7 separate regions of the Mus musculus genome follow, and regions 1, 2, 3, 4, 6 and 7 are each linked to region 5. The links are chromatin contacts, called in public promoter capture Hi-C maps. All regions are on one chromosome and are shown on one strand. Each heading gives the region's core, a stretch centred on a gene start, on an enhancer-like site or on the middle of the called end of the contact. The rest is flanking DNA. Distances are from core to core; before and after follow the strand shown. Region 1 holds the start of Rplp1 (ribosomal protein, large, P1). Region 2 holds the start of 1700017B05Rik (RIKEN cDNA 1700017B05 gene). Region 3 holds the start of Sin3a (transcriptional regulator, SIN3A (yeast)). Region 4 holds the start of Imp3 (IMP3, U3 small nucleolar ribonucleoprotein). Region 5 holds the start of Adpgk (ADP-dependent glucokinase). Region 6 holds the start of Glce (glucuronyl C5-epimerase). Region 7 holds the start of Man2c1os (mannosidase, alpha, class 2C, member 1, opposite strand).

Evidence for each region. Promoter capture Hi-C pulls out the DNA fragments that hold promoters and counts their contacts. Capture Hi-C pulls out chosen DNA fragments and counts their contacts.
Region 1: a contact with region 5 is called in a promoter capture Hi-C map of erythroid cells, with 26 times the contacts expected there. The contact joins the promoter of Rplp1 here to the promoter of Adpgk in region 5. A contact is called at or near these places in 2 of 39 promoter capture datasets (erythroid cells and liver).
Region 2: a contact with region 5 is called in a promoter capture Hi-C map of liver, with 3 times the contacts expected there. The contact joins the promoter of 1700017B05Rik here to the promoter of Adpgk in region 5. A contact is called at or near these places in 1 of 39 promoter capture datasets (erythroid cells) and 1 of 9 other capture datasets (liver).
Region 3: a contact with region 5 is called in a promoter capture Hi-C map of liver, with 2.4 times the contacts expected there. The contact joins the promoter of Sin3a here to the promoter of Adpgk in region 5. A contact is called at or near these places in 2 of 39 promoter capture datasets (erythroid cells and pre-B cells), 1 of 484 Hi-C or Micro-C datasets (CD4 T cells) and 2 of 9 other capture datasets (adipose tissue and liver).
Region 4: a promoter capture Hi-C map of erythroid cells shows a contact between it and region 5, with 23 times the contacts expected there. The contact joins the promoter of Imp3 here to the promoter of Adpgk in region 5. A contact is called at or near these places in 2 of 39 promoter capture datasets (erythroid cells and pre-B cells) and 1 of 9 other capture datasets (liver).
Region 6: a promoter capture Hi-C map of pre-B cells shows a contact between it and region 5, with 6 times the contacts expected there. The contact joins the promoter of Glce here to the promoter of Adpgk in region 5. A contact is called at or near these places in 3 of 39 promoter capture datasets (erythroid cells, liver and pre-B cells).
Region 7: a promoter capture Hi-C map of erythroid cells shows a contact between it and region 5, with 21 times the contacts expected there. The contact joins the promoter of Man2c1os here to the promoter of Adpgk in region 5. A contact is called at or near these places in 1 of 39 promoter capture datasets (erythroid cells) and 1 of 9 other capture datasets (adipose tissue).

Annotation. Positions count from the first base shown.
Region 1 is chr9:61,912,927-61,916,021 of GRCm38.p6, forward strand. Rplp1 (ribosomal protein, large, P1) reads right to left here and starts at 1,584. Exons shown (of 3, transcript NM_018853.3): 1 at 1,431-1,584; 2 at 962-1,036; 3 at 357-595. The coding sequence starts at 1,502. The coding sequence ends at 398.
Region 2 is chr9:57,261,046-57,264,162 of GRCm38.p6, forward strand. 1700017B05Rik (RIKEN cDNA 1700017B05 gene) reads right to left here and starts at 1,554. Exons shown (of 3, transcript NM_028820.2): 1 at 1,384-1,554.
Region 3 is chr9:57,074,953-57,078,065 of GRCm38.p6, forward strand. It overlaps Sin3a (transcriptional regulator, SIN3A (yeast)), which reads left to right and starts at 1,424. Exons shown (of 22, transcript NM_011378.2): 1 at 1,424-1,678. 2700012I20Rik (RIKEN cDNA 2700012I20 gene) reads right to left here and starts at 1,097. Exons shown (of 2, transcript NR_152107.1): 1 at 1,006-1,097; 2 at 251-891.
Region 4 is chr9:56,935,661-56,938,847 of GRCm38.p6, forward strand. Imp3 (IMP3, U3 small nucleolar ribonucleoprotein) reads left to right here and starts at 1,840. Exons shown (of 1, transcript NM_133976.2): 1 at 1,840-2,738. The coding sequence starts at 1,847. The coding sequence ends at 2,401.
Region 5 is chr9:59,289,868-59,293,045 of GRCm38.p6, forward strand. Adpgk (ADP-dependent glucokinase) reads left to right here and starts at 1,705. Exons shown (of 7, transcript NM_028121.2): 1 at 1,705-1,999. The coding sequence starts at 1,767.
Region 6 is chr9:62,121,081-62,123,995 of GRCm38.p6, forward strand. Glce (glucuronyl C5-epimerase) reads right to left here and starts at 1,529. Exons shown (of 5, transcript NM_033320.5): 1 at 1,405-1,529. It overlaps Mir5133 (microRNA 5133), which reads right to left and starts at 1,514; the gene lies at 1,438-1,514.
Region 7 is chr9:57,129,955-57,132,885 of GRCm38.p6, forward strand. It overlaps Man2c1os (mannosidase, alpha, class 2C, member 1, opposite strand), which reads right to left and starts at 1,336. Exons shown (of 2, transcript NR_102289.1): 1 at 595-1,336; 2 at 28-173. Man2c1 (mannosidase, alpha, class 2C, member 1) reads left to right here and starts at 823. Exons shown (of 26, transcript NM_028636.2): 1 at 823-935; 2 at 1,205-1,327; 3 at 1,578-1,701. The coding sequence starts at 835.

The DNA.
Region 1 (3,095 bases), core at 334-2,833, 2.6 Mb after region 5:
CTGGTAGGTTCTCTGGCCCTTCTAGATGCTTCTGAGATCCTCAACAACTGTCAAGTTCTTCACACATGAACATCGGGAGACCCAGAGGTTATTTTGTTATTCTTGACAGTAAGAGTTAGCTCTCAGCCTGTCTGTCTGGCACTAAACAGGCTCTCTGAACAGTTGCTTGAAGGGGCTTCCTGGAGACAGACCCACCCATTCTCTACCCAGATCGTCTAGTTCTTTTGACCCAGGTCTTATTTATATAACTCATGGTGGCTTTGGTCAAGACCCTCCTTCCCTGACATTTTTTTGGGACCTGCTACCATCTCTGAAACTCCAAGAGCTTTGTGGCTTACAAGTGAGACCAGTCCACCTACAGGTTCAGCTCTTTATTAGCCAACTTAACAAAAGCAGTTTAGTCAAAAAGACCGAAGCCCATGTCATCTTCAGACTCCTCGGACTCTTCCTTCTTTGCCTCCACTTTCTTCTCCTCAGCTGGGGCGGCGGCAGTGGATGGAGCAGCACCACCAGCAGGCGCAGCTCCAGCTGCTGGAGCGGGCCCACCAGCCCCTACATTGCAGATGAGGCTCCCAATGTTGACATTGGCCAGAGCCTACAACAGAGACATAGAAAAGGCTTTTAGTTTTGTGCTGCAAGATTTAATGATTCAATTAAGCTCTTTTCACCCATGAGACCAAAGCAATGTTCAGGACTACAGGGAATCAATATACAACTGCCACCAGTTGATTGACCCCACTTGCCAGAAATAAAGCTGTTTGTATAAATAGAATGTAGCTATCCACTTTGCATGAATCTCACTGCTTCAAATGCCCAAACTTAAGAGGCAACAAAACTCATTCTCAAGCCATGGACCGTGAAGGCCTGACATAAAAGCCACATCAATAAGTACAAACTAAGATACAAAAATCAAGGCTGGTGGTGGAAATCGTACATTACCAAGTGTAACCCCAAAACTTACCTTGGCAAACAAGCCAGGCCAGAAAGGTTCGACGCTGACACCAGCTGCTTTAATGAGGGCATTGATCTTATCCTCCTGGAACACAAACGCCAACCCGTCAGAACGATCAGAATGCGGCTAAAACTCAGTCACTTATACAGAGTTAAGTTTCGTACTTGGGCTAAAGTCAACCTTAAAAAAGACAAGGCCAGGTTTGAAGGCTCAGCGGGCTGTGGGATTGTCCCGCAGGCCTGACGACCTGAGTTCGAGGCCTAAAACTTAGATAAAAACAGCCCACTCTAAACAGTAGGCCTAACATGCGCGCTCGGGACCGCCATTCACCTGTCTCGGGTTGGGCCGCGCGGGGAGGACAGAGCGCATACGCCTCACAGGCCTCCAAGTCACCGAATGCCTGAGAATGCGAAGTCCGGGCGGAGCCGGGTGTCCGCCGCACAAACACGTGGCCGGCCCGGGGTTATCCCGCACTTACCGTGACCGTCACCTCGTCGTCGTGCAGGATGAGGGCGGAGTAGATGCAAGCGAGCTCGGAGACGGAAGCCATGCTGTAGACTGCCGGCACGGTGCTAGTCGCCGGATGAAGTGAGGGCCTCACCCCAACGCGGCCTTAGCTTCCTCGGAAGGACCGAGCACCTTGGCGGCAGCTGAGGAAAAGATCATATACGCCTGCGCGCAGCTTCTTATGGGACCGCGCCGACCAATCGATGCCCGACTCGAGACGGAAGGGGCAGGGCCAAAACCGAGAGGAGGCGCGTCTGCAGAACGCAGTTCCGGATTTGCGCGTTCGACTTCCGGTGCGATTGGCCTTTGGGGCTTGCGAATATTACAAGTGCTCAACAGTAGAGATTAACAGGCTAAAGGGAGAGAGCTATCGGGGGAGACGTACTGCTTAAACTGACAGGCGCGTTCCCACGGCTTGGGTACACTGAAAAGTCGCTCTCCGCCTCAAGCCTTGCGGATCACGTGGTGGACTTCCCAACCCACCCTCACCCCGGGCGTGCGCGCCGTAGTAACTGTGTCTGTGATGAGGTTGATAAATACCACCCGGGACCCGGAGTTGCATATCAAATGCAATATATCGTGGTTAATGTTTAATTCATTACATTGAAAAAGCACAGAGGGGCGGAAGTTAAGCCATCTTGCAGCTCTCAGGTTTGGCTCCCGCACCCCGAAAAGTGCCAGGAAATCCAGTAACAGGGGCTCTGATCCTGACAGAGGTCAGCAGACACGCTCAAGTACACATAAAAGTAAACACTCTTTAAAGTGTCACGCGAGGTATGGTGAGGAAAAAACCCACAGAAGTAGGAGACCACGTGATAAAATTCGGCAACTAATTATATAGAACCCCTAGAAAACCAGGAGAGTAACTTTGATGCGCAGACATCAAAAGCAAGTATCAATAAACAAACGTTTTCCTTTGCCTCTCTTTTAGTGCATGGTACTTTGTCACAGCAATAGAAACCCCAAGTGCTCATATACACAATTAAATAAAAACACCCCTCAGGTTAGGGTACAGCTCGTGTGTGGTCAGCTTGTGTAGAGGTGACCTTGGTGCTAGAAACTTGCAACTAGAATGTAGTGCATACTAGATTAAGTGGTTTCTTTAAAGTTAATAAAATTCTAATCTCAGGACCACAAAGAAGCTATGAAACAGCAAAAGGAACCTAAGTAGAGCAATATAGTTTTCACAGATAAGAGCCTAAAACGGAGAATTTTCTCCAAGTAATATAGTTCCAATCAAAATTCTGTTCATGATCTCAGTGGAATTTGACATGGCCTTCAGTCTAAACACACACACACACACACACCCTGACAGGGTGTCATGTACCTCAGCTGGCCTTGAACTTGCTATGTGGTTGAAGATTACCTGGAATGTTGGATCTTCCTCCCCTGCCTGGGATTGATTTTAAGTATCCAGGTCATGCTGGGCTAGGGATTAACTCCAGGGCGGGTACACACTAAGCACTCCAGCCACTCAGCTACATCTCAGACCCCCTTAAGCTTACTTTGAGACATGCTCTTTTTTTTTTTTTTTTTTTTTTTTTCTTTCCGAGACAGGGTTTCTCTGTGTAGCCCTGGCTGTCCTGGAATTCACTATGTAGACCAGGCTGGCCTTGAACTCAGAAATCCACCTGCC
Region 2 (3,117 bases), core at 304-2,803, 2.0 Mb before region 5:
CAACCCAAGACTCTGAAAGGTGAGGCGGTGACGTAATGCCCGGCCAGTAGGATGGAAAGCTCCCTCGGTAGAGGCCACCCCCACTGAGAGAGTAGCCAAAAAGAAGGTGCCTTGTTTCCGGATACCAAAGTAGCCTAAGGCGCTTGGGGAAGGTAGGGCCAACAGGTGATCCTACCGTGAAGATGTCCAAGTTCTGCCAGTTCTTAGAGGAGTTCTAACCTCAGCCAGAACCCAGGGCAGGGTCAAGCGCCTACACTCCTGCTTTTCCACGAGGGAGACAGACAACTCCGTGGGTCCATTTCCACGTCACATCCTTGGGGCCTCATGAAGAGCGCGATCCCAGCCAAGTTGAGGCCCGCATCAGTATTCTCTCCGCTCTAACAGATACCAGTCTTCTAAAAACTTTGCGTGCTGAGGTTCTGAGCACTCACTCAACGTGGAGCAGCCCACACTTCTCAGTTTGAGAGAAAGGGTCTCCCCGGATGCTCCGCTCCTAATTTCCCTCTCCCGGCCCCGCCCGTGACCCTCGTGCCAGTGGCTCACAGCCAGCCGGCTTCAGTAGGGAACTGGCGCCCCACCGCCACACCAGGCTTCCGGGTGTCCCCAAGCCTCTCTCTCCGCGCCTCTGCAACGCACGTGCACCCCGGCAGGCTGACACACAGACTGCCGTGGGCCACGCATGCAAAGCTGTTCCTACACGTACATGCATGGCCCGAATCTGCACACATGCCCCCCACTGCCCAACGGTGCCCTTCCTTAGCTCACGTAAACGTGTAAAAAAGTCAGGAGATTCGCACTGGGAACCCCACGGATCGATGCCCGCAGACTGCACTGAGGTCCAGAAGGCTGGGGGGCTGGGGGGGGGGCGGCCTCAAAGTCTGGGCAGCCACCTCCTTCGGGACGATCCCGCCAGCTTGGGCTGTGGCCAGAGAGTGAGTCAAGCAGTGGCTAGGAAACCGCAGGCGGTCCTGTTCCAACAGGGTTCGTCCACGGCCCCGCGGCACCTCAGCGCCCGCCGCCACCAATCCCAACCCCCCACCGCCACCCCGAATCGGCGCCCGGCAATCCGCGTGAGCCTGGCCCCGCGAGAGGCCCGAGGGATCCGCCTGACTCTTCGCCAGCCCTAACGCCCAGGCAGTGCTGTGGCTCCGGAGCTCTACCAGGCCCAGGGAGCATCCAAGTCCTGGCAAAGTCTGGGCAGCGGTATGACTGGGCCCCGTAGTCTGACCGCCCGAAGCCTCAGCACCTGGGCCCCGGTCCCCGCGCTCCGTCCTGGGGCTGGCCGGTAGGGGCGCCCTGGGGCAGGGCCACCCGCCCCTTGCCCACGCGCCGCCCGCAAACTCGGCCCAAGTTTCCGCGCCTGCCGGGTAGGCGAGCTCCTACCTTCAGAGCACCAGGCTTCTAGCGGCCGCCACCCGGAGCAGCCGCGGCATCTTTCAGCGCCGCCTAGGCTGCGGGTCCCTGTCCCGCCGGCCTTGCGCGGGAAGTCGCGGCAGGCAGCTAGCCCAGAGAGACGTTCCGCGCGACCGTTCGTGCTGCCGCTGGGCGCCGTTTGTGGTCCCGAGCGGGGCGGGGCGGGGGCGGGGCGGGGGCGGGGCGGGCCGTTGAGTGGGGGCAGAACCCGGCTGTGCCTCTGGGAGCCTGCGCTCCCCTGGGTCCTCCCGTGCCGAAGGCCTGAGTGGAACCAACTTTCCCGCGACCCGGCCTCTGGCTTTGTGCACAGTCTTCGCTCGCCTCCTTCCTCAAACCTCTGCCCCGAGGGCGATCGTAAGCCCTCATTCAGTCATTCCGTTAGATCATTCATTCCTTGCTACTTTCTAGCCATGTGACCTTGGACCTGCCACTTAACCTCTATGAGCTTCAGTTTCCTCATTTGTAAAAGTGATATTCTGCCTCTTAGAAATAGGGCCATCAGGCTTCGAAAAGATGTGTAGCACATAAATTGGGGTATGGGAGGCTGAGGCAGGGGAATTGCTGAGAGTTTGAGCTGAGCCTGGGCTATCTAGCAGTCCTTTTTTTTTTTTTGTTTTGCTTTTGCTTTGTTTTGTTTGGGAAGGTCACACTATATAGCTGTGGCTGTCTGGGAACTTACTATGTAGACCAGGCTGGCCGTGAACTCAGAGACACACCAGCCTCAGCCTTCTGAGTGCTGCAGTCAAAAGCTTGGACCACCACACTCAGTTCCTAGCAAGACAATAAAAATGCTAAAGGATATCTCGAGGCAGCCCTAACTTCCTCAACAAACAAGTTGCATTAGGAAATTAAGAAGGACTTATGAGGTAAAGTACAGACGAGTATATATCAGCTCCTAGTGACCTGGAGTGGGCCAGGAATGAGACTCTGGAGATATTGCCAAGCGGCCTTGGTGGGCATCTGAGCCTTTCTGGCAAATGTGTCGCACCAGAACCGGTCTGAGCATGAGCAACCTGGAAAGCTGATGGGATGAAGCATCCCTAGCCAAGCTGATGTGTTGCAGAAAGGGGCTGGGAAACCCACTGCCTCTGTTCACCTGGACTCTAGCCCATCTGGTTGTGGGGCCTTGCCCAGCTCAGCGCTAGCACCTCTTTCTTGGAAGGAATCTAATCCTTGCAGTTCCAGGACTGCCCAAGGCCAAGGCAGGGTCGCATGGTGAAGAATAGTTGAACACCATAGAGATCAAAATTAGTTTTTGGGGCAAAACCACTCAGAACACCCATCTTGACCCAAAGATCAGGACTGCCTGAGTCAGAACAGAGCTGAGGGCACAGGTATGGGAGAAGATGGGGCTGGGGCGGAGGGGCTGGGCTCCAGGTAGGATTAGGAAGAGGAAGTGAGGTCACTCAAGGAGAAGGGGAGGGTGTCTCTTGGATTAGAGCTGGAAGATTTTTTTACAAATAGAGGCTAGACAAATAGAGGAGAGACTCTGAGGTTTGGGGCTTTCCAAATCACATTGCAAATTGGGACAGAAGCCCAGGTTGCCTGGGTTTTGTATCTTACTAACATGCTTTAACACTAGAAAGGTGCATCTGTGCCCTGCCAGCTCTGGGTCATGCCAAATCTGACAGGCTCAGCCTTCTCTCAAGGAGATATTGTTTCCTACTATCACACATACTAACTCTGCCCTCTTCTCCCTTGTGC
Region 3 (3,113 bases), core at 174-2,673, 2.2 Mb before region 5:
AAGAACTAGGTATTTCAAAGCACTTTTTGTGTTCAGGCATTGTTACTTACCCAGAAGGCTTAGAGACCGCCATTAACTCACTCTGCTAAGGAGGAATGCCCACCCCCCTTTTTTTTGAAGGGCTGGCCTTAGGGTTCCTAAATTCAGACTATTCCTGCCCTTTCGCGAATGGTTGCGATTACAGCCCTTCCCCTTGAACAGTCATTCTTAAGACCATATCCTTCACACAATCTGGAATTTTTACTCCTTCTGTGAACGTAAGTGCACACTCAAGGTTTATTTATGCAGTGGTCTGTGTGAGGTTTTCAGCCTCTCTTCCTCCAGTTTAAAATGTCCCTGGATCTACCCGACCAATAGAGTATACATTTTCCCTTCATGCTCCGCCTTCCGGAGGCTTGCCCAGGCGGTGACATTTAAAGGCCTCCGCTGGGTTATCTCCGCCCCCTGAGGGCTGCAGATTCTGGTTGTCCCAGTGTCACAGTATTCAGTCAGCCCTAGTGACCAGCTAGTAATATCTGGGCTTTTGGATCAGATTAGAGCTCCAGACCTTAATTTTGGAGTCGGCTTGCTGAAAGTAGCTGCTGAGTGCTCCAGATGGCTGTGTTTAGAAGACCGTGAAAGTGTAAAAATAAGTGGGTAGGAAGGACAAGGCTTTCTGTCATTGTTTTGGTTAATTCTCCACGGCGGGTAATACTACTGCCTTTTCCTTTTCAAATCTCAAAGCCTCGGGTTTCGGCCGCTGAGCTCCCCGCCATCTCCGATCCCGGCCTTGGAACGCTGAGGTTCAGTCTCCAGTGTAAACATTCCACAAAAGGACTGCTAAGGTTCAGCATCCTCGCGCAGGGCGGAATGGTCTCCTTCCTGGACCGGCGCCGTGTCCAATGGCGGCTCCTACCGGCGCCAAGATAGTCCAATCAGATCATTGGGGGCGGGGCCTGGCCCAGCCGTGTAGTGGGTGGAGTCGGCCTCACTTAAGGACATTTTTACCCCACATTGGTTACTTACCTTCCTGGGGCTATGAGAGAAGCAAAGGTAGTCTTCCAATGCAGGGACCGGCGGAGGCGGGAGCCGATTTGTTAGGCCTGTGGCTGGGGCGGTATGGGGAGGGATATGTGAGACTCTCCAATGAGATGTGAAGAGGTACTCCTCTTCCTCCAATAGTATTAGAGCCCGGAGGAGGGATTCGGCAATCAGTCTCCAATAGGCGGGGTTGAGTTAGGGACTCTCCCCGCCAATAGGGGCGTGGAGAAGGTGAGCGGCTCGCTCTCCCCTCCCAGCGAGGGAAGAGGGCGGGAGTAGGTCTTTGCGGCATAGTGATTGGCTAAACCATTGACGGATGGGTAATATATCCCGTGGCGGAGCGAGGTTAAGCCTTCCCTCGGCGGGGCGGGCCGGGAGAGTGGGCGGGATTTCCCGGGTAACAGAGAAGCGGCCGCGGCGGTAGAGGCGGCAGAGACGGTTTCTCCATCTTCCCCCCTCCCCTTCCCCCCTTAGAGTTTCCCTCCCTCCCTCCCTCCTTCCCAGTCTGGGCACCCAGGCCTGTGACCGCTTCGTGGGCGCAAAGGAGGTTGCCAGTCCGCTCTTGCGGGCCTGTGCCCGCGCCGTTCCGGGGCCTCCGTGCTGGGTGCGAGGCTCACGCCGGGAGCGACGCACAGGCTGAGTGGCTGGAGCTTTTGCGGTGAGAGCACGCCGCACCGCGGTCCGCCCAGCAGCTGGGTGGCGGGTAACCCGGGACTGGAGGGCGTGTGTTTTTCGGGGGGGCTGACCTCGGCTTCCCGTGCGTGGCTGTGGGGGGCGGAGCGGAGCCGCACTCAGTGCGGGAGGGGGAGGAGAGCGTAGTCCCGGTGCGCACGGAGGGGCGGGTCCTAGTCCCGCCGATCAGAGGCGGGGCCGGCGCGCGTGCGGTGGTGGAGAAAGGGGCGGGACGGGCTCGCGCTAAAGGCCCGCGGCTGTGACCCCGCCCCTTCTCCCTTATGGGCGGGACCACTGGCTGAACTGCTTTGGGTCCGCGGGGCGTGCGGGACGGGAAGAGGGTCCCGGCGTGTGGCTTTCAGGGCGCGGTGGCGAGGGGGCGTGAAGCCTGTGTTCCCCCGCCTTAGCGGGATCCGGTTGGCCGGAAGGCGCGTCCGGGGCTGTGATGCCACGCCCCTCCCGCCCCGCCCCCTCCGGGATTTCCGCCTCCTTAGCAGTGAAGAGGAGCTGGGGAAAGCCCGCTGTGGCGTCTGGCAGGGGGTCAGGGCTCCGTGTCTGCTCCTCCCAGCATCCCCGTGGGTGGGAGGGCCCCTTGTAGACTGGGAACGGTGGAGGTGTCCGGACTTTATGCTGTGGCTTCTTCATCCATTCTGCTTGGGGCATCGTGGCCCGTAGCTGTAGTCTTCTACTTTGCTTCACACACCATGGATGGCGCCTTAACAGCTAGGGAGAGTAGAAGCGTGGTCAGCTGCTCCTCTTCGTTGTAATTATTGGGACGAGATACTCAGCGTCCTCTCTGGAGTGTCTGCGGTGGGGTGCGGCTGGTGCTGTGCCCTTGCTTCCCCGACAGTGGCCGGTGGGGGAGGGGCAGAGTGATCAGGGACTGGAATTGTGGAGGGCGCCAACCTTCCCTGGAGTTCCCTTGATGTTCAGCTACTGCGCCTTTACGGGTTGATACCTAAAAATTGCTACCATTTTTGGTAGCTTAGGACTTTAAACTCAGTTTACCATTTGAGCTCCTAACAAATCTGAGATTTTATTTCTAGAGAAAGTATTGAATTTATGATTGTAAGTGATGGAGTGAGTTTAGGGCACATAAGCATTGCTTCACCGCTAGGCTATACCCCAAGGCTAAATTTTTTTTTTTTAAGTCAAAGATTTAACTCTCTTTAAGTAAAATACTCTGATTTCTTGACTGATTTCACCTACAGAAGGTTTTGTTACATAAGCTTAGTTTCACAAAGGTAACTTAGAATTTTGTGTTCTCTTTTGGTTTTATGTAACTTCTAGTCCTTAAAGCTTCATGTTGCTCTTTTTAGATACTAAGTAGGTTGAACTGTATGAAACCTATGTGTAGCATAGCTTACCGGCCTGTGTTAGAGAGTTACTTTGGCCATTGTTGGTTTACTGCACATGTAACC
Region 4 (3,187 bases), core at 590-3,089, 2.4 Mb before region 5:
TTCTACATCTTGTTCAGAAAGCAAATAAAAGAGGACTGGCTTCCAGGCAGCTAGGAGGAGGATCTCTCAAAGCCCACCCCCCACAGAGACACACTTCCTCCAACAAAGCCACACCTCCTAATAGTGCCACTTCCTGGGCCAAGCATATTCAAACCACCACACCAGGTGCCATGGAGATACTGCAGCTTTGGATCTGCAGGACCAACCCCTTCACATGCTCCTGAAGTTCATAGCTTGCTTTTCAACGTGATAATCTCAGCAAATCATCTTTTGGGGTAGATGAGGAAGCGACACATAGAAAGCATGCATTGTGGGCTGTAGAAGTGACAATACAATATATCCTGCCAGCCTCACTTACAGCAATAGAGAGTAGAGAGACACACCTTCATAACTGATATGGTTTGTGTGTCAGGAGGTTACCCCAACAGGTAGGGGCTCAGTAGAAATTCTTCTGGCCTTCGTTCTGCTTCTGTGATTTCAGACAGGAATTGTTTACCAGACTGTTCACCTCTTACAGATGAAGGTTAGGACTCCTACTTACACTCTGAATTTCTCATCATTGATGGGTACCATCAGTCACTGAGGATTGCAGAAACAATCTCCAGACATACCTGAGTAACACTTTAACTCCAGCACTTGGAGGCAGAGGTAAATGGATCTCTTTGAGTTTAAGGACAGCCTGGTCTATATAAAAATTACCAGGACAGATAGTACTAGAGACATTCTGTCTCAAAAAATAAAATAAAGTAAGACAGCCATGGTGGCACATGCTCACTCATAATCTCATCCTTTTGGATTGAATCTGGTTATATTGTGGTGAATTCATGGCTGACCTGGGCTACCTAAGGAAACTGTGTCAAAAAAATAAGAGGCAGGAATGCTTCCAATCCTGATTGTTTGGTACTACTGCCAGTCCAGTGACAGATCTCATGCTGGCCAGGATGGGACTATTTGTCAACTCTGGGGACCACTGGAACTGAGACATTTGCAGAGTTCTAATCACGTTTTTTGACAGAGATAATCCTCTTATTTATTTATTAGCATTCCACTCTTCTAAAGTTGTGTATGCTTTAAAAAAAAAAGATTTGTTTTATGTGTATCAGTGCTCTTAGCTGCATGTACATGTGCATGTCAGAAAAGAGCATCAGATCACATTATAGATGGTTGTGAACCACTATGTGGGCGATGGGACTTGAACTCATGACCTCCGGAAGAGCAGCCGTGCTGTTAACTGCTAAGCCATCTTTCCAGAGTTGGAGAGATAGCTCAGCCATTAAATAATAGGCTCACAACCAAAACTATGAGACAACTCTTTTAAAGGCAGTAACCTCTCTCTCTGGAAACTGACATCTACAGCTATTGACGGAGCAGACTCTCTTCAGTCACCAAAGACAGAACTCTGAGAGTAAACTAGGTGCTGCCAAGATGGCTCAGCGGTTAAGAGCACTTGACTGCTCTTCCAAAGGTCCAGAGTTCAATTCCCAGGAAAACCACAAACAGGGGATCTGAAGCTCTCTTCCGGTATGAAGACAGAGCAATCATATACACAAAATACGTAAATGAATAAATATTTAAAAACAAAACACAACACTGGACTAGACTAGTTGCATACGCACTGCATGCAAGGAAAAGTGTATTCGCAGGACACGGCTCTCCTTCCGCAATTCTTTCTCCCCCGCTCCCCTTTCAAAACAGGAAGTTCCAGAGTTGGACGAATGAAAAACCGGGGGCGTGTCTTTAACCAATCTTTTGATTGGTCCAGTGATCTAGAGGCGGGGTCTTTCTACGTCGAGGCGGAAATTACGCTAGATTTTCAACGTATTCCCTTTCTCCCGCATTCTCCATCATGGTGCGGAAGCTTAAGTTCCACGAGCAGAAGCTGCTGAAACAGGTGGACTTCCTAAACTGGGAAGTCACCGACCACAACCTCCACGAACTGCGTGTGCTGCGGCGGTACCGGCTGCAGCGGCGCGAGGAGTACACGCGCTACAACCAGCTGAGCCGAGCGGTGCGCGAGCTGGCGCGGCGCCTGCGCGACCTGCCGGAACGCGACCCATTCCGCGTGCGCGCCTCGGCGGCGCTGTTGGACAAGCTGTACGCTATGGGCCTGGTGCCCACGCGCGGCTCACTGGAACTCTGCGACTCCGTCTCGGCCTCGTCCTTCTGCCGCCGCCGCTTGCCTACTTTGCTCCTCAAGCTACGCATGGCGCAGCATCTCCAAGCTGCTGTGGCTTTTGTGGAGCAGGGTCATGTCCGCGTGGGCCCAGACGTGGTCACTGATCCCGCCTTTCTCGTCACTCGCAGCATGGAGGACTTTGTCACCTGGGTGGACTCATCCAAGATCAAGCGGCACGTGTTGGAGTACAATGAGGAGCGCGATGACTTTGATCTAGATGCCTAGCGAGTCTTCTTGTCCTGGCTTCTCAGCTACAGGTCACTGAACCGGGGATGGGGAGGATTGCCCCGGTGTACTGGGAATTTTTCCTAGAATTTGGACTGACAATTAAGTGACTGTGTCTTGAGAGACAGTGGGAAGCAGTTTTGTACCGCACTGGGGATTGCTAGCTTCTTGTGCCTTAAACTTTGTGGTGTAGAAGCAGGAATGTTACCTCTTCCCCTTTGCTTTCATCTTGAAATAGGACCGTCTGGATGGAGAGTTTGAGTTCAGTATATTTATATCGTTTAAAGAAACCCTTTCCTAATGCCAATAAATGTCCCACCGACGTTGTTTAAGTGCACATTTTTGTCTGGTCGTTCTTCTTACCTAGGGTCCTACATAGCCATATCTATTATCTTGCTAGCTGAAGAGCCTAAGGGCAGGAAAAGGGTTGAAGGCGTGAGGCTTTGGAGCCTCACGTGGAGGTTGCAGGATGTTGTACAAGCTGGGCAGATTTGTCACTTAACCAGTCCTTTTCTCGGAATGAATGTTTTGGCAGAGCTTTTATCCACAAGACTTCCTGTTGATATTCCAGCCCCAGGAAATACCATATTAAAGTCCTGGAGTGTTTGCTTGCCTAAGGAAATGATCGCCCTGTAGTTTGGCCAGCTAGTGGTTAGAAGGGACCCAGGAGGTTCCTGAAAACAGATGTTCTTCAAGGTCCTGGCTTCAGAGTTAAGGACACCCCCCCCCCCAAAAAAAAAAAACAAGCAAAAGGGCGAGGTAGTGCTGGCACAGCCTTTAATCCCA
Region 5 (3,178 bases), core at 455-2,954:
TAAGACTAAACAACAAAAGGTTTTGCAAGCCTGGAAAGACTCAGCAACAGCTTTGCAAGGGATCTCCACACTGATGGGGAGTCGTCCCCTCATCTTCCCAGATGAGTGTGTTCTTATAGTTCAGCTGCCTCCGCTCCTCCCAAAACTGATCTTGGGAATTTATATTTAATGGGCTTTAGCCAACCTTCAAACACATGTGACTTTGCCAGTCCACCTCCCAAATCAATTAATCACAGACACCTGGTACTGGTTCTCAGTAAACAGAGGCAAAAAATGCTTCTGTTTACAGACACTCTGTAAAGTGTCTGTCTAGAAGGTATAAGACCTTCCCTTCCTCCCTGAGCACCAGACACAGAGATACACATTTGTAATTCCAGGAGCTAGAGGGAAGAGGATCAGAAGTTCAAAGTTGGGGCTGGAGAGATAGCTCAGCGGTTAAGAACGCTGACTGCTCCGGGGGTCTGAGCGAGAAGAAAAAAGTGTCTGGGGACAGCTACAGTGTACTTACATATAATAAATTAATAAATCTTTTTAAAAAAAGTTCAAAGTCACCCTTGACAACGCAGTGAACTTGAGGCTAGTCTGGGCTAGTAACCAGTCTCTGGCCAGTTAACAGCTGAGAGCCATAACAGAAACACTTTGGATACTGGGGGTGGGGGTGGGAGATAACGTCCAAGATCAAAGCCAGGGAAACACATTTCTATTAACAAGTTCAAAAATTATAGACAGAGTAGAAAATTGGTCAGGAGCTAGCAGAACTAGCAAAATAGAAATAGGCCAGGCTAGATGAGGCTGAGAATGAACTGGACATCAAGCCTAGCTTTCCTGCCTCTTAACCTACCCTCTCACATAGAACCGTCACATCAAAGGAGGAAGGGCTGGATTTCTGTAGTATCACCCGGAACAACTAAACCAGGATTTAAAAACTCGAGTCTATAGTCCTTCCATACTGTACACATGATTGTATCCCTTTGCGGCTTACTCTGGGGTTGTTCAAAGGAACACCACCTCCGAAAGGGTTATCTAAGGGGTCTGAGTGTTAAATCTGATCTCTAGATTGAACAAGATCGCTTCAGTCTTAGCGGAAGCCTTTGACTAGCTGAAAATCTCAAGAGGTGGACTCCCCGTGCCCAGCACCACTAGGGTCTGAGCAGATTCCTCTCGCGGGAAGCCCTTCCCATCGTCGTGCACCCTCCGCCTCGCCACTGCACCAGACTTAGAAAGGAACCGGCCTAGTAAAACCATGGAGGTCAAACACTGGCGGAGGGACGGATTAAGAGACAACAGCGTGGCTCGTTGTCAATGGGAGACCGACTACTCTAATCGCGAGGTTTGCTGCTTCTTCGTTATCTGCATGTCTTATCTTACTAGGGAAGTAAAAGTATTCTCTCGCCCCCACCCCGGACACACACACACTCTATCTCAGGCTATCAGTGAATATCGGGAAGACGTGTACGGATTGGGAACCACACTACTGCCTTTGTTCATCCAAGGACAGAATCGCACAACAGCGTCGCCCAGCGCCAGCGCCAAGACTTAAACAGAGCGAACCCCCAACGCCAGCCCTGTCGTCGTCCCGCCTCCAGCCCACCCATAGCTCCACCCATAACTGGGGCTGCAGTTCCGTCGTAGCTCCGCCCATCGGGAGGAAGAGCCTGTGGCGCGCGGGTGTGACGTTACGCACGTCTACGTCAGCACGCGCCCAGCTGGGAGGAGGCGCGAGCCGAGAAAGGATCCTGTAGCCACCGGTGCGGCGGTGTGTGCACATGGCGCTGTGGCGCGGCTCTGCGTGCGCCGGCTTCCTGGCGCTGGCCGTGGGCTGCGTGTTCCTGCTGGAGCCGGAGCTGCCGGGCACGGCGCTGCGCTCGCTCTGGAGCTCCCTGAGGCTGGGACCCGCGCCAGTGCCCGTGGGACCTCTGTCCCCGGAGAGCCGGCTGGCAGCCGCTTGGGACGCCCTCATCGCGCAGCCCGCCCGGCGCTGGCGCCGCGTGGCTGTGGGGTGAGTGCCTGCGGGGCCTGCCTGCGGCTCTGGGCCTCCCCGGGAAGTGCGCGCGCTCCGGGGTCCGCCCGGGACTCGGTGGTGTCTGGGTTGCCCTCTGGGCGAAAGTGTCGGACGCGTGAGACGAGCCTTTTTCCGTCATCGCTGCAGGGATAGTCAGCATATTTCCACCCGGTTGGCCCTGCTCCCTGTAAAAGCAGCTCTCATAGCTTCTTAGAAATTCAACTCAGCCTGTCACTTGTAATTTTTGAGGTTACTCTGTTGTCTGTCTTCCAGCCCTTTTTTGCCGACTGTTCTCAGGTGGCCACGATGGTTTTCCTATTTTTTTAGCACTCTTCCTAACGTACTTAAAGCTAAATGCTTCTGTCTCTAGCTGTTGACTTTACGTCATCCGGTCTGAAGACCACTCTACTAAGACTGCTCATTTTCATATTCAACATTTTTTGTTAAGGATTCCTTACCAGAACTCTGCGCCTTTCGCGTTTAGCACGCCCTTCTCGAAACTACCTTCTTCCCCATACTAAGTGATAGTTCATATTTTTAAGGTTCTCTCAAATCACAGTATCTCCTTTCTTTGTGAAACTCACAGAAATGTATCCAATTTTTTTTACACTAACCTTAGTCCCTCTTCCAGTTAGGCTTGGCTTTCTTGTCTTGTCAAGGGCACTATGCATCAGCGAGTTTTTTAGTATGTTTTTCTTTAGGTTAGAGTTGGTTTTTTTTTTTTTTTTTTAAATGTTGCTTCTGTTGTTCCTTTTTGAACTACAGCCTCCTTGGCTGGTCTGGAACGTAAGTAGATCATTAGAACATAGATCATTATCTGATCTGTTTGCTTCCTTTTTCTTTCTTTCTCTTGTCTTTTTAGTTTAGTTTTATTTTTAAATTATTCTTCTTTAAGACAGGGCTTCTCTGTGTAGTCCAGGCTCTCCTGGAACTCACTCTGTAGACCAGGCTGACCTCGAACTCTAAGGACCAGCTGCTTCTGCCTCCCTGGTGCTGGGCTTAAAGACCTGGCTTTATCAGGTTCTTGATCATCTTTCTTGGAGCTATGTCAGGTGTGTGCTGGGCTCTGAGGGCATATGTATGGAAGAAGTCAGGTCTGTGCTGCATTTTTTTGGAAGCAGCTTGAGCAGCTACAACAGAATAACTCACACTAGTTGCTTAGAACAACATAAACTT
Region 6 (2,915 bases), core at 279-2,778, 2.8 Mb after region 5:
TAGACTAAAGTGACATTAGACTGCCTAACCAGGAGAATTCTCAGGCAAATGTACAGACATTCTGACACACGTTTTTAAACCACTCACAGGCAGATACCTATAAGTCATTTTAAGTTCCACCTAAGTCTGGCAGAGTCTTCAAGAACTCTGTAAGATTCAAACCACGGTAAAAACTGATGTACCAGAATTCTCTAAAGAAGCTCAATAGGGCATCATTAACAGGTTGCCAATGACGCTTTTGTAGAAATCTGGACTTGAGACATACATACATAATATGCTACACTTTTGTTTTTAATTACCCCTCTTCCACAAAACCTTTAGAAAGGATGCTTCTTGGCACTACCTAACACCCAGGCAAATTCAGGACAGATTTAACCATGCAAGACCATCAAACACTACCTAAAACAGAAAGCCCAAATCGCACAGCCGCCCTACCCTCAGATCTAAACCCTCACTCAACAGTCAGGTATTCCAGACAACATGCTCAAGTCTGGTATCGCTCCTCTCCTCTCCTCCGGAGATCAGAGCTCCGGCGACACCAGCGCGTCCCCAAAGGTATCCTGGGGCAAAGAAAAGAAAACTGCAGAACAAGCCCACTGTGTCTCCAACTAGGCAACTGCCCCGATCAAGCGTCCAACGAAGAAGCACTGAGTTAAATCTCATCGAGAAAGAGAGAGAGACCAGATCGAGACCGTCAGATACCGAAAGCCACAAGCAGTGCCATGGGGTGGCTCCTGAAACCGGGTCTGGCACCCCTGGAGACCCAGAGACCGCTGAGCCGCGCCCACACGGCAAAATCACCCTCCTTGTCGCCCCGAAAAAGAATGGGGACCATCACGCACAGTTACCGCCCCCCTCTGGGCGAAGCAGAAACCCCAATACAAATGTTGGTCTCCCCATGCACGCTTCCCGCCCCCACCCACACCCACCCAGTCCGTTCCTTCCCGGGAGGGACACGGGCATCGTCTTATCACCCCATGGCGACCTTAAACAAACCCAAGTCTCTGGAACCCTGACATCCTCCTGCTTTACCCCAGGAATGCCAAGCGGACCCCTCTCCGCTCATAGGTCTCCCCGTGCCCTCCGGACAAGGCTAAACTGTATCCCAAGCCCCTCAACTGCACGGGATCGCCAGAAATGGTCTCCAAGTCCCAGAACCGCGCTATGCCAGCACCCGGGCTCTCAGGCAGGACACAGGACGCGCTCCCGCGACCCTAGAGACCCGGGACCGCCTGGGCAGCCACCCACCCCCACTCCAAAGCCAAAGAAGCCCCGAGACCCCAGCCCCCGCCGCGTCACCCAAGATCCCCGCACTCGGAACGCCGCGCATCCCCGGGAGCCGCCCCCGTCGCGAGCCCACTTGCCACGGCCGCCCCTCAGCCACGACACGACGAGCTCCCTCACCTGAGGCGCGTCGGCGGACGAGCGGCCCCCAGAGCCCTGAGGAAAACTGAAGCGAGCGGCAGAGACACGGCGGCCCAGGCCTGCGCTGCCGCAGCTCCAGCCTCTCGGCGAGGAAGCGCTCGTGTGAGGAGAGCCCGCCCGCTCGGCGCGCTACTGGGGAGCCGAGCCGCCGCCGTGCCCGCGGCTCTTCCCGCGAGATCCCAGCCACGGTAAGGGGCGAGGCCATGCCGGGGAGGAGAGGGCGGGACGGAGGCTCTTCGAATGGCAGCTCCGTCAGCCTGTTAGATTCGGTGTAGAAGGCGGGGTCACCAAGAGGAGGGGCCATATTAAGGGGAGGAGCTATGATGAGGGGGCGGAGAGTCCTCGAATGACAGTTCCAAAAAACCAATCAACGGTGGCAGCGCAGAAGGCGGGACTCGCATTCTCCTGTGACCAATTGCAAAAGAGTAGAGCTAATTCTCCCCGCCTATCATCAATAAATTGCGGGCGAAGGTGTTGCTGACCCGATGTCAGTTTGCTACCTGGGCAGTTGCAGAGGTACTTTAGATGACGTGGTTTGGGCAAAGTTTGGTCCTCTTCGGCCGCCGTAGAGACACTTAGCGGAGAAGCTGAACTAAATAGTGCTTAAACCGAAGAGCTGTCCGTGCGTTTTCACTGCTCTCTGAAGTGAACAGGGAGGTCCCATCTGCCAGCCTGAAGACTTACAGCCTCACTTTACTCACTTCGGTCTCCTCCTTTAGTGTAGCTTTCTCCCATTTCGGACTCTCTTCCGTTTTTATTTCAAACGGCGATGATATCGTCACGGGTGCTTTAAGCTCCAACCCAGTTTATCTGGTCCAACAAAGGACCTTTCTAATTCATTTGTGCGTTCTACTTAAAGTCTTCCACAAAGATGAAGAACGAAATCTCAAACGAGTGCTAACCTAACAAACCCGAGAACTTGTATCTTTACAGACCATAGGGCCCAGTAATGTTTAGCACAGGTAGGGTATAGAGCATTCAATAAATCTAAAAGGAAGGAATGGAAACTGTGGTGCTTATCTGTACTGGCTTCAGAAACTGGGCTTTCCTAGCCTTTCCCATTCCCCCCTCACATTTAAGTCCCTTCACTCATTATTATGCCTGCCCTGTAGCTTTCCTTCATCTTCCCCTAGTCTCCCTTGCCCAACACAAAAAGTAGCCTTACTCTTTCTCAAGGTTAACTCCTGCCCTTGTGCACTGGACCTCAGCCAGGCCCAGACTCAGTCAGCTCCCCCACCCCCACCCCCACCCCCATTATCAATTTTTTAGCCCCTTTATCCCCAGAACACACTCATTATCCCCTGTTATTTGAACAGAACACAACTACCCTGCCGGTTCTATCCACTCGAGCTGCCCTGTCCTGAGAATCCCACGTCTTGAGAAAATTAAAGTGTATTGTGGTCCCCACCTTCTCATCCCTTATTTCCCTGCTACAATACTGCGTTTGCCCACACAATCTGCTGCTCTCCCAACAGTTTCAAAAGACCTCT
Region 7 (2,931 bases), core at 86-2,585, 2.2 Mb before region 5:
TGTGACCAATAAAACAAGGGACTTTGCTCAAGTTTTGACAAGTTATTTTAATTGGCATTGTATATTTCTTACTTGATCATTTTTCTGGGTAACCTGCATTTGGAATGTAAACCTGGTTATTTCCATTAAAGCAGGCTAGTTAGATTCCTCCTGTATTATTTTCTTCCAGACTCCTGCAAACGTTAAAGCTGGAGGTTAGCATTCAAACTTCCTTGCACTTGTTGACCTGCGTTAGATCAAAATTCTGGACATTGGGGTAATGGGCAACGGTGATGCATGTAATGTAATGGAGGATTACTGGTGTGCAAAGCCCCTTTTCTGTATTTCTGAAAACACCCGAAGTAGCCTTGCGCTTTTCATATTATGCAGTTACCAATGCTTGAGTAAGTGAAGAGAATGGAAAACTAAACCTTTCCCATGCCCTTCCAGGGGTTCCCTCCCTAGCCCTTCCTTCAGAATACCAAGTAGCTCAGGCTGTACTCAAAGGCGCTACATTGTCGCAGATTACTCCAATTTACACTTCCTGGTCTGTGAACTTTGTGCATCCTAGGCAAGCACTCTCCCTACCGAACCACACCACCAGCTCAAACTTACCATTGTATTTTAAAATAATTTACCCAGCTGTCTGACAGCAAGGCTGAGGTGAGAACCGCGAAGGCTCAGCTTCCGGGTTTCACTGGGAGGCTCCCCAGAGCCAGCCTCTTGCAAAAGCCGTGGTGTTCCCAGAAAAGCTGCTCGGGTCTGTAAGCTGGTTGGATGCCGGAACCTTTGGTTCCAAGCGGTGCAACGAGCCGGCAGCACCAAGGATCTTCCGGGGAGGGAAGGCGCATCGCCATGGCGGCAGCGCCGTTCTTGAAGCACTGGCGCACCACTTTCGAGCGGGTGGAGAAGTTCGTGTCCCCGATCTACTTCACCGACTGTAACCTTCGCGGCAGGTGTGGTCCTTGGCCTACCACACCCGCGCGCTCTCCCCTTCCCTTCCGGAGGGAAACCCAGGCCGTGGCCAACCGGGCCGCGGAACAAAGTTCCCGCCACTGCCAGGCCAGGGGCTGGGGAGCGAACGGTAGAGGTTGGTCTGTGCTGCTGAGCTGCCAGGCAGTCCTCACGGCCTTAGCCAAGGGAGAGCGTTTCCCCAGCCATCCGCTGGCTCACGGGTGGGACAGGGGCGGCTTCGAGCATGCGCCCATCAGCTGCTCCTGCCCAGGCTCTTCGGGGACAGCTGCTCGGTGACACTCTCCAGCTTCCTGACGCCCGAGAGGCTTCCCTATGAGAAGGCGGTGCAGCAGAACTTCAGCCCTGCGCAGGTCGGCGACAGCTTCGGACCCACGTGGGTAACGCCCAGTTTGGCGAAGCTCCGCCCCACGACCAAACCCTAGTCTGCTAGATAGCAGAGTGGCGCCCTCTGCTGAGAGAAGCTCCTTTATCCTTCGGCGTCTTCACTTGAGTATTTTCATCCCTGCTGCCTCTCCCCCTTTCCCTTTATTCTTTGACCATTTCTCTGATGCTGCACATGCATGGAGAACATCTTAAAGCCGAGGGTTTCCACTCCTAGGCCCATCAAAATGGCTCTCTTACAGATGGTGGACCTGCTGGTTTCGGGTAGAACTGGTCATCCCTGAAGTTTGGGTGGGCCAGGAAGTTCATCTTTGCTGGGAAAGCGATGGAGAAAGCCTTGTCTGGCGTGATGGGGAACCTGTCCAGGTGAGGTGTCCTCTCTTAGAGCCAGATACTGCCACAGATTAGCCTGGTTTTTGGAGAAGCCACAGCTGAATGAATGGGTCTCCAGAGTAATTTCATGATTTCGGAACTGAGGAAATTGCCAGTGTTTAGACACACCCGAAGAGGTTATCAGATCCCATTACAGATGGTTGTAAGCCACCAGAATTTGGACACCAGTGTTATAAATCCCCAGTTTTCATAAGCTAGTTTTATTGTGTATAGTACATATGTATTGGGGGAAACTTCAAATCATTCTAAAATGATATAAAGTAAGGTATTAAGTTATCTTCCCATGAATAATGAATTTCTTTTAACTGCACTTCACATTCCCCAGATGTTAAATGTTAAATGTCATACCAGGTTTAATCTTTGTAATGCTATGTGATGACACTTTATATCCATTATAGATTTTAAAAAACTAAGACATTTCTTTGTTGGTCCATGCAGCTTCCGTTTCAAAGTCCAGTAACTGGGTCCTAAAAGAAGTCAGAGCCCTAGCCGGGCGTGGTGCTGCACGCCTTTAATCCCAGCACTCGGGAGGCAGAGGCAGGTGGATTTCTGAGTTCGAGGCCAGCCTGGTCTACAAAGTGAGCACCAGGACAACCAGGGCTATACAGAGAAACCCTGTCTCGAAAAAACAAAAAAACAACAAAAAAAAAACAAACAAACAAAACAAAACAAAAAAAAGAAGTCAGAGCCCTATCCAACTTTCTTCTCTTCGATGGCACCCACCTAACTGAACACTGAGGATGAACCAATCTATCTCAAACTCCTTGGGCTTCTTTTTTAATTAATATAACCCAGAACCACCACAAATTCTAGACAAATGTTCTCACCACTGAGCTAATCCATCTCCCACCTCCCGTTTAATTCGAGAAAGGGTCTTGCTGAATGATCCCTGATAGTAGCCTTGATCTTGTTATTCTCTACCATGGACCTCCCAAGTAGCTAGAATTATAGACCTGTATTAATATATCTGCCTCACTCCATGGGGTTTTCTTTTATATATTCATGGGTAAAAAGGCTACCAGAGGGGGTTGGAGAGATGGCTCAGTGGACTGACTGCTAAGAGCACTGACTGCTCTTCCAGAGGTCCTGAGTTCAAATTCCCAGCAACCACATGTGACTTACAGCCATCTGTAATGGGATCTGATGCTCTATTCTGGTGTGTCTGAAGACAGCATACAGTGTACCAATACATACATTAAATAA